2 separate regions of the Sus scrofa genome follow, and region 1 is linked to region 2. Evidence: chromatin contacts called from public HiChIP or PLAC-seq data. All regions are on one chromosome and are shown on one strand. Each heading gives the region's core, a stretch centred on a gene start, on an enhancer-like site or on the middle of the called end of the contact. The rest is flanking DNA. Distances are from core to core; before and after follow the strand shown. Region 1 overlaps UBE3B (ubiquitin-protein ligase E3B). Region 2 overlaps FAM222A (protein FAM222A).

Region 1 (4,292 bases), core at 377-2,876, 180 kb before region 2:
TATAGTTTATATAAATATATACTTTTTTTTTTTTTTTTTTGTCTTTTTGCCATTTCTAGGGCCACTTCTGCAGCATATGGAGGTTCCCAGACTAAGGATCTAATCGGAGCTATAGCCGCCGGCCTACACCACAGCCACAGCAACGTGGGATCCGAGCTGCATCTGCGACCTACGCCAACAGCTCACGGCAACACTGGATCCTCAACCCACTGAGCAAGACCAGGGATCAAACCCGCAACCTCATGGTTCCTAGTCGGATTCGTTAACCACTGAGCCATGATGGAAACTCCCAAATATATACTAATACATATTTATATATATATATGTAATTTTTTTTTCTTTCTTTTGCTGCACCTGTCGCATGCAGAAATTGCTGGACCAGGGATCAAACCTGCACCATAGCAGTGACCCGGGCCATAGCATTGGCAACATTAGATCCTTAACCCACTGAGCCACCAGGGAATTTTTTTTTTTTTAATTTTTTATTATGATCAGCTGACAATGTTCTGGGAATTCCTTTTCTTATTTATATTTAACAAATCTCTTGACTTTGGGCAGATTTCCATTTTTCAAAAAAAAAAAAAAAAAACAGCTGTGGTTGGCGTTATTTATTCATTCCACTGATATCATGTTACGGCTATTGCAGGATGGGATCAAAGGTCATGCTCTCCTAAAGGGGCTTATCAGAATCTTGAGAATGGGAGATCCTTTCTAAATGATACTTGAGAAATACTACTGGTAGACCTGTGGTGTGCTTGAGGACACAGGGGAGGCCCATTAAACGGTCTGGGACCTTTATACTGTAGGATCATTTAAAATTTTTCTAACAGTGAAAAATGTCATCTTTGGATTGTTTCTGTTTTTTAAATTCATGCTATTGATTTCCCCTAAAGCAGACATGACTATATAAAGCAGCCTCTGTAACTCATGCTGCCTCCAGGTTTTTATGGTGGATTATTGACTGAACAAGGAGAATAATTTTCTCCCAGACTATTCTTAGCTGGGCTCTGGCTGCAACCAGACCACTCTTTCTGGAACCTTTCTCCCTTGGCATGTGTTCAGCTGTATTTCCAATTCCCAGGAGTATTTGGGGAAATGTGTACTGCTCTCCCAAGACACTTTTAACCCTGTAGCACACATGGAAGTATCTGATTCTTGGGGGCTCTCACGTGCTTCAGTTTCATTAATTTTGTCTAGTCTGTTTTCGGGGATCCTTGGTTTTTGACCCCATTTCCCGTCTCACCTTTGTTCATTTCAGAGAGTTCTCCTGTTCCGAAACATGGTGACCAAGGAGAAGGAGAAACTGGGGCTTGTGGAAACCAGCTCCGCCTCGCCTCATGTCACACACATTACCATCCGCCGGTCCCGGATGTTGGAGGTGAGAAGCCTGTTGCAAAGTGTGCTCTGGAAAACGTAGGATGTCTAGTGGCTGACCTGTTGCCTCTGAACTCTTCTTCCCACTCCTTGATCTGATGACACTGAAGCCAGGGCTCCAGGGGCAGGAAAGGGCCTGTTTGTCCTGTCATCTGTTTGGAGAGCTGCCTGATTAAACATGCCCTCAGTGCTGACACCGCAGCACAGCAGTGCCCTCCCTTCACCCCACGAGGTTAGAGCATCAGTCACTCTGTGCCTCTGAAATGAGGACAGACACAGTCATGTCTGTGCAGACACCATCTGCCCCAGCAGGCACTGTCCCCAGACACCCAGCTGTGAAAGTGGAGGCTGGAACGTGGGTGTTAAGTTACTGAGCCTACTGGGAAGTACATGGGTCACAGAGCTGCAAGTTCTTTGTGGACATAAGGGGATGCACGTGAAGGTTCCACCTTCACCAGACCCAGCGTCCAGGGTCCCGCTAGGCAGTGAGGTGTGAATTAGAAATAAGCGCCTGTCCTCAGAACACTATCCTCCATGTGACAGAAAGTCATACTGATTTTGTTCGAACAAGACCCTGGAACATTGTCATAATGTGCACTCCTGCGACATCTGCATCGTGCCCACCTCACTCCCCCAAGCCGGTGCACAGTGCACAGTCTGCCTGTGTGTGCTGCTCCTGCACCTATGGTCACTGGGCTCCAAGTCCCCGTTCCTTGAATGGCTTGGCTTGATGTTTTTGCCCATCCTTGCTCTTTAGACCTTTTATTACACTCCAGCCTGTCACACTTCTTCGTCAGCGTGTTCTGTGGTGTAGGACAGTCACAGGATCCCAGGACAGCACAAGGCCACATGCCGGCCATCAGTAAGTGGCGATGGCAACAGCCCTTCCTCCCCACACGTTTTCATTTCTCCCTCGGGGCATTTGCACTGTGTTTGCTGCTCCTTCCTGGAGGACTTGTTTCAGTTCTCTGACCACTGGTGATTGACACCGTCGTCTGCCAGGGAAGGCAGCATGTGGTAAGCAGTGTGACATTCTTAAGAGTAGGGATGAGAAATGTCAGCACCCCCAGGGGCCCTGCCAGTCATGGGAATGAGTAATGCTGGCCGAGTGTCTCAGCACAGGGGCCTTGTGTGTGCATGCTAAACAAATAGGAACGTTCTCTGCTTCCATGGCTCCCTCCCATTTTTCTTGAAATACAGGCCTTGGACCAACCCCATATGTGAGCTGATAAATGACATCTGACAGCCAGCCCAGGCATTGGGGCACAGGAGAGGGTAGGCAGGTGGAGAGCACGCACCTGTCAGGCCACGAGAGTATGGCCTTATGGGTTTTGTATGAAATCCACAGATCCATTATGTTGTGAACAAATCAATTTCTGTAGAGAAGCTGGAAAGTCACATAACACCTGTCTGCCCATCAAATTCAGCCTGTGGCCACCAGCTTACAACCTCTGCTTTGACTCAAAGAAAAAGTCTAATTGTGTTGTAGGAACTCACTTCTCCAGCTCTTTCTTCATGAGACCCAGGTGCACCTCTCCTGTCTCTTAAACTCCTCCATCCCCACCCCCGCCTATCTCGCCCACTCCCATGTGGCCAGTGTAACTGAGAGTCTGGGGTGGTGGAAACTGGTGTCTCCTGAGCGCAACAATCCCCAACTCCCTGCTGAAGTGTCACTGGGAGAGTCACCAGACATCCGCTTGCCCTGGGCCTGCTTTTTTAAACACATCCCCCAGGGTCGTCAAAGGAGGGATGTCTCTTGGATTTTAGGCAAAGTCTGTTTTCCTCTTTACATGTCACTGGGGTCGATCAGGTCGTGAAATTGGTCGCTGGTGTTCATATTGAATTAGGAAGGGGGAGGGGTTGTTGATTCAGTTACCCCAGTTCTCATGATTCATTGGTTTGGTTTTCAGACCTTGAGAGCCTCATGGCCTTTGCTTGATTTGGACACAAGGGGGCATCAAAAAGCTAATATTTGACTCATGATCTTCTGGGCTTCTATTCTGGTCCCCTTTTCTTAAGGTTTCTACTGAGCGCGGGGCCTCCAGATGATGGTCTAAGGCCTCCCCTCATGGAGGCTGAGTAGGGGCTGGAAGTCCAGCTTTTCAGAACTGGTAGGAACCATAGATGTAGTCTTACCTATCCCTTCCTCCTCGCCCTGTCAAAGGCAGGACTAAGGCCGGAATTGTTCACGGTCACTCAGGTGTCGGTGACAGAGCTGGGCCTGGAAGCTGGCTGTCCCATCCCCAGGTCCGTGGTCTTGCGTCTGCTCTTTGAAATGCAGTAGAGAAGAAGAGCACCCTGTGCCCACCCCCCTTCCTGCAGAGCACAGATAGAATCCTTGAGCAACGACTCAGGTGCCCAGAGGGCAGTGGGTACAACAGGAAGTGTCAGAGGTGGGTGGCCAGTTCCTCTCTACAGTGTTTCAAAGGGAGGCTACAGTGGGGCCAGTCCAGCAAGCAAATGTTCCTGGAGCACCTGCCCTGTGCTTGGCTGCTTGCGCAGAGCTCTCACCCGTACCATCTCTTCTCATCTCCATGGCATGATGTGCCTCAGGACATGCCTAACTGTTGGGGAGACGTCAGTGTTAAGCAGACTGGAAGAAACCCTGCAGGAGAGGGGCATGTTAGACTTCTCTGCCTGTCCCCAACTCAGTGCCATGATAATTATCTTAAATTTAGGCAAAATGGTTTAAATGCTGTAGCAGCTGCATGGGAACTTCCTGTTTTACTCTTCTTTTTGTCTAACTTAATGGTTTTCACATTGCATGTGCATAAAAAGCGCTTCTCGGGATTGTGGTCCCCAAACCATGTTCTTGTTCCTTCAGGTGACTTAGGGGACTTTGGAGGTGATTTTTTTTCTCTTGCTCCCTAACTATGAAGCCTAAGTCCTAAGTAAGATGGGGAGCCACCATGCACAGT
Region 2 (4,005 bases), core at 1,324-3,823:
GGAGGACTCCCTGGAGGAGGAGCCACTTTCCATTGCTAGCTTTAGGGACTTCCCTTTAAACACCTTTGCCTATTAGGGAATCACAGGACACTGCTGGCATCTACTGCATGCCAAACAGAGCTTCCCGCTTTGGCGTTTTAATCCTCATATGGTTAGGGGAAGGATGTCTTTGTCCCTGTTATGCAAACAAAGAATCTGAGGCTCAGCAAGGGGAAGCGACAGCCCAGGGCCACATGGCAAGTCAACAGAATTATCCTCATGAGCTTTTGCCTGTCCTCTGCCTGTAAGGGCACTGGGGTGGGTGGGTCTGTTGCAGAGCGTCCTTGGGCAGGAGCTAAGGGGACCCAGTTCTGGGCCAGCTGTTGCTTTTATGAGTTCACGACCTTGAGCAAGCCCCCCTCCACTCCAGCCAGGCCTCAGCTGTGTCCTCTGTAAAATGTCAAGGATTGCAAATCCATGGCAGGTCTGGTTTTGCCTTACACTGCTGTGCCCTTGGCAGACATCACCAATCAATTGCTGCCCCCTTCCCCCACTGAGTTCTTCCCCTGACCTTGGGTTCTTGCCAGGGCTCTGGGCAGGCAGTACCAGTCAATCAGCAGGGCCTAGGAGTAGAAAGCCTGCTTGCCAGCCTGGTCTCAATGAGCTCAGGGGTCCCTTTTGCCCATCTCTATATGGATTCGTCTTCAGCCATGAGAAAGGTTTAGGCATGAGAGTCTGTTACCTTCCTCCAACTCCCAGGAAGACCTGTGTCCCCATCCACAGAGCCCAGCACATGCTCAGTGTGGATTACTCCAGGCAGATTCTGAATACTTTTAGGTCTGGATAATAATAGTAGCATTTATCAAGCTCTTCCTGAGAGCCAGGTCCTTCCCGGGTGCCCTCTCATTCATCATTCACCAGGGCATCTGCAGTGTGCCTCTCAGCACCACTAGGAAGAAGTCTTAACCCATTTTACAGATGTGGAAACCGAAGCTAAGAGCCGGTAAGCACTGCAGGGTTTTGCACTTGCTGAGTGGCTGAGCTGGCATCCAAAACCAGGTCTTGAAGTCCACAGCCTGGGAACAGTCCAGGCAGTCTTCTTGGAGGAGGTGTCCTTAAAAGCCAAAGCCTTGAAGACTGGTGGACTTCTGACAGGCAGAGCTGGGCCTTCTGGGAAAGGGAAGGGGGGCCCTTTTAGGTGGAGGGAACAGTATGAGAAGCAGCTTAGAGACCACAGGCAAGAGTTTTGAGGTTAAGGGACTAGTGTATGGCTGGGTGTGGCTGGAATGTGGCAGGGTGAGGGGACCAAGGAGGGAGCCAGGGGTGGTTTGCATTTAGACTCTGCCCTCCCTTAGTCAGGAACTAGTTGGCAGCTCTTGGAGCAGAGGAATGATCCATCCTGTCTAAGTGTATTTATTCACCACCTCCACAAACCTAGGGTGATGTCAGCAGGTGCTTGGGCTACCCCTGGTCTACTGGAAGCTTTAGCCTAGACCCTTGCCAGGCATATAGTAGGTTGGCATCCAAGAAATGTTCGTTGAATGCATAAACAAATGAAAATGCCCATCAGACTGAAATGTCTCTGACATCCCCGTGGGCCCAGCTGTAAGGAGAGAGGCCAGGGTCCCTCTCTCCAGGAAAAGTTGCACACCAGGCCTAGGGGTGGGGGCCAGGGGAGGGAGGCATGCAGGTAGCTGGAGCAGGGCCTTCCCTCCTGGCCCCTCTGACCCTGCTACCTGTCCCCAAAGCCCTCCTAGACCTTCCCTCAGGGCTGTCCCCTCTCCTCGCCACCAGGCGTGGCAGGCAGCCTGGACCCAGTGCTTGGGGGGATAAAAGATGAAGGTTCGTGACCATTTTTTAACTCAATAAAGGGAGAGACAAGCTGCAGGCTGCAGGCCGGAGATATAATTAGTTCGCAGCAGTGGCGCTTTCTTGATTTAGCTTCTAAGAGAACAAGACAAGGATGTTATACCCAATTAGCAGTAACATCCAGTCGGAGCCTCAATAGGTGAGATAACAAGCTATTTTTATGACTTTTCTTTCCCAGCTTGGAGGGGGTTGGGGGGGAAGGGGGTATCGGGGCCTTATTTCTTTTCATCAGGGAACAATTATTAGTGAACTCAGGATTTCCCAAAGCCAAATGATGCATTTGTTAACCCAAATAAGCAGGCGTGCTGGGGTGGCAGCTGGGGTGGCAGGCTGGTGTTTTGAGGCCAGGAGCGGTGGAAGGGATGCAGGCCCTTCACCCCTATTTTGGAAGCCTTTGGCAATGCAGAAAGCCCCTTAGGTGGGCAAACGGAAGCCCAGGCCCTTGAACTATTCTTAGTGACCACCTTGACTTCCCTGCCTGCTTCAAAGAGGCACAAGGAGGCTGGGCCAGTTCCCCTGGGGATGAGGAAGGAGCCAGTTCTGTCAACTCTTCCTGGCACCACCCAAGATCCTTTGTGCCAACTGGGCCAGAGGTTCTGGCTCCTCAGCCTTGAACCTGATGTCGTGCTTTGCCTGCTGTACCCCCATTATGGCTCACTCTGGCCGACCACCTTCCCGCCTGTGATGGGTCCCAGCCCCAGTCTCTGGCAGGGGCTGAGGGGTGATTGCCTCCATTCTTCACACCCTCATTACCCCTGCCGCCGGGGCACCCAGTACTGGCCAAGTCTCTGCTGGGCAGGGAAACCCCGCCAAGCTCCACCCCAGATGCCTGGCCACACTCCGACTCCTGGCGAGGGCTGGGAGATGCCCGGAGAGGAAGCTGGCATGGCTGCCTCAGCACCCTATCCACTTGGGCCACAAGCCCGGAGCAGGTTCCTGGGCCTCCAACCCATCTTGCAGAATGTGGCCCCACTCTGCCCCACGTCCCATCTCCTCATCAGTGTGGAGCCCTGCGCTTGTGGTTCAGACAACTGACAAATCCAGCCATGCAAAGTGGGAGTTTAATTGCAAACAGTTTTTATGGATCATGGGCCCATCTGTGCCACCATATGCAAAATGAAAAAAAAAAAAAAAAATCCCCCTTAAAAAAAGTGCTTCTCGCCACCCCATCCCCCAAACTGACTCCAAAAGAAACAAGTTGCCAGGGTTTTTCTGGCTAGAGAGCCATGCAGGGAGCTGGGACCCATCCTGGGGGCTTCCTTCAGGGAGGGCCAGGCAAAGTCAGGGGGCTGGGTGGGGTGGGATGAGTGGGCCCCAGGGGCCTGACTGCTGAGAGGAGGCTTTTTTTGGCCTCAGCAAACTGCCAGAGGTTCCTAGACCCACTGGGTGTTCTCTGGGCTCCAGGCCTTTGCCTGTGCTGTAGAGCTGTCTGCATACCCGAGGTTCTTTCTGGGCCACCTTGCCAGTGCTGTTGCCTAGAGCGGGACATGCCCAGGAGTGGGGACTGCCCAGTGTCCATGGAAACGTGGGCCTGAGCAGTGCTGTGGGGTTCACGGATGAGACACCTCAACTTCCATTGCTAGCCCAGGAAACAACTGCAGGAATTCATTCCCCCAGGCTGCCCAAGCTTCATAGACTCCCCTCCTCCCAGTGGTCCCAGCCTCTGCTGTGGTCCCCATCCCAGCTCAGAAGATGAGCCCCACCCGAGGGGCCAGCCCTTCTTGGGACCTCAGAGGGGTCTTCCATCTGGGGCCTGCATGGCCTGGGCATGGGGTTTCTGAGAGCACTCCCCTCTGGGGCAGCCTGCCGGGGTTCCATTGCTGTACCACCTCATCCCAACTTGGGGATGTCACCCTGTTGTTTCTCCCTTTTCTGTGCCTCAGTTTTTTCCTCTGTAAAATGGAGATAAGAAGTGGAAGCAAGAGAGTTCCCACTGTGGCTCAGTGGGTTAAGAATCTGACTAGTATCCATGAGGATGCAGGTTCGATCCCTGGCCTCACGTAGTGGGTTAAGGATCTGGCTTTGCCATGAGCTGTAGTGTAGGTTGCAGACGTGGCTCGGATCTGAAGTTGCTGTGGCTGTGGTGTAGGCCAGCGGCTGTAGCTCCAATTCAACCCCTAGCCTGGGATGATGCAGCCATAAAAAGAAAAAAAAAAA

The links. HiChIP or PLAC-seq counts read pairs in DNA pulled down with a chosen protein or histone mark.
Region 1: a contact with region 2 is called in an H3K27ac HiChIP or PLAC-seq map of skeletal muscle. The contact joins two enhancer-like sites. A contact is called at or near these places in 3 of 47 Hi-C or Micro-C datasets (liver and skeletal muscle) and 1 of 2 datasets of contacts at active chromatin or transcription factors (skeletal muscle).

What each region holds. Positions count from the first base shown.
Region 1 is chr14:41,399,390-41,403,681 of Sscrofa11.1, reverse strand. UBE3B (ubiquitin-protein ligase E3B) reads left to right here. Exons shown (of 28, transcript XM_005670735.3): 19 at 1,259-1,378. Among named protein-coding and RNA genes, the nearest start is that of KCTD10, 41 kb to the left of the region's middle. Within about 2 kb of position 1,626, at least 8 of the 83 cell types and tissues checked have an H3K27ac peak or open chromatin away from gene starts, as enhancers often do. A contact at or near this core is called in skeletal muscle, where this site is marked.
Region 2 is chr14:41,222,694-41,226,698 of Sscrofa11.1, reverse strand. The region is part of intron 2 of FAM222A (protein FAM222A); the gene reads left to right. Among named protein-coding and RNA genes, the nearest start is that of FAM222A, 9.2 kb to the left of the region's middle. Within about 2 kb of position 2,573, at least 6 of the 83 cell types and tissues checked have an H3K27ac peak or open chromatin away from gene starts, as enhancers often do. A contact at or near this core is called in skeletal muscle, where this site is marked.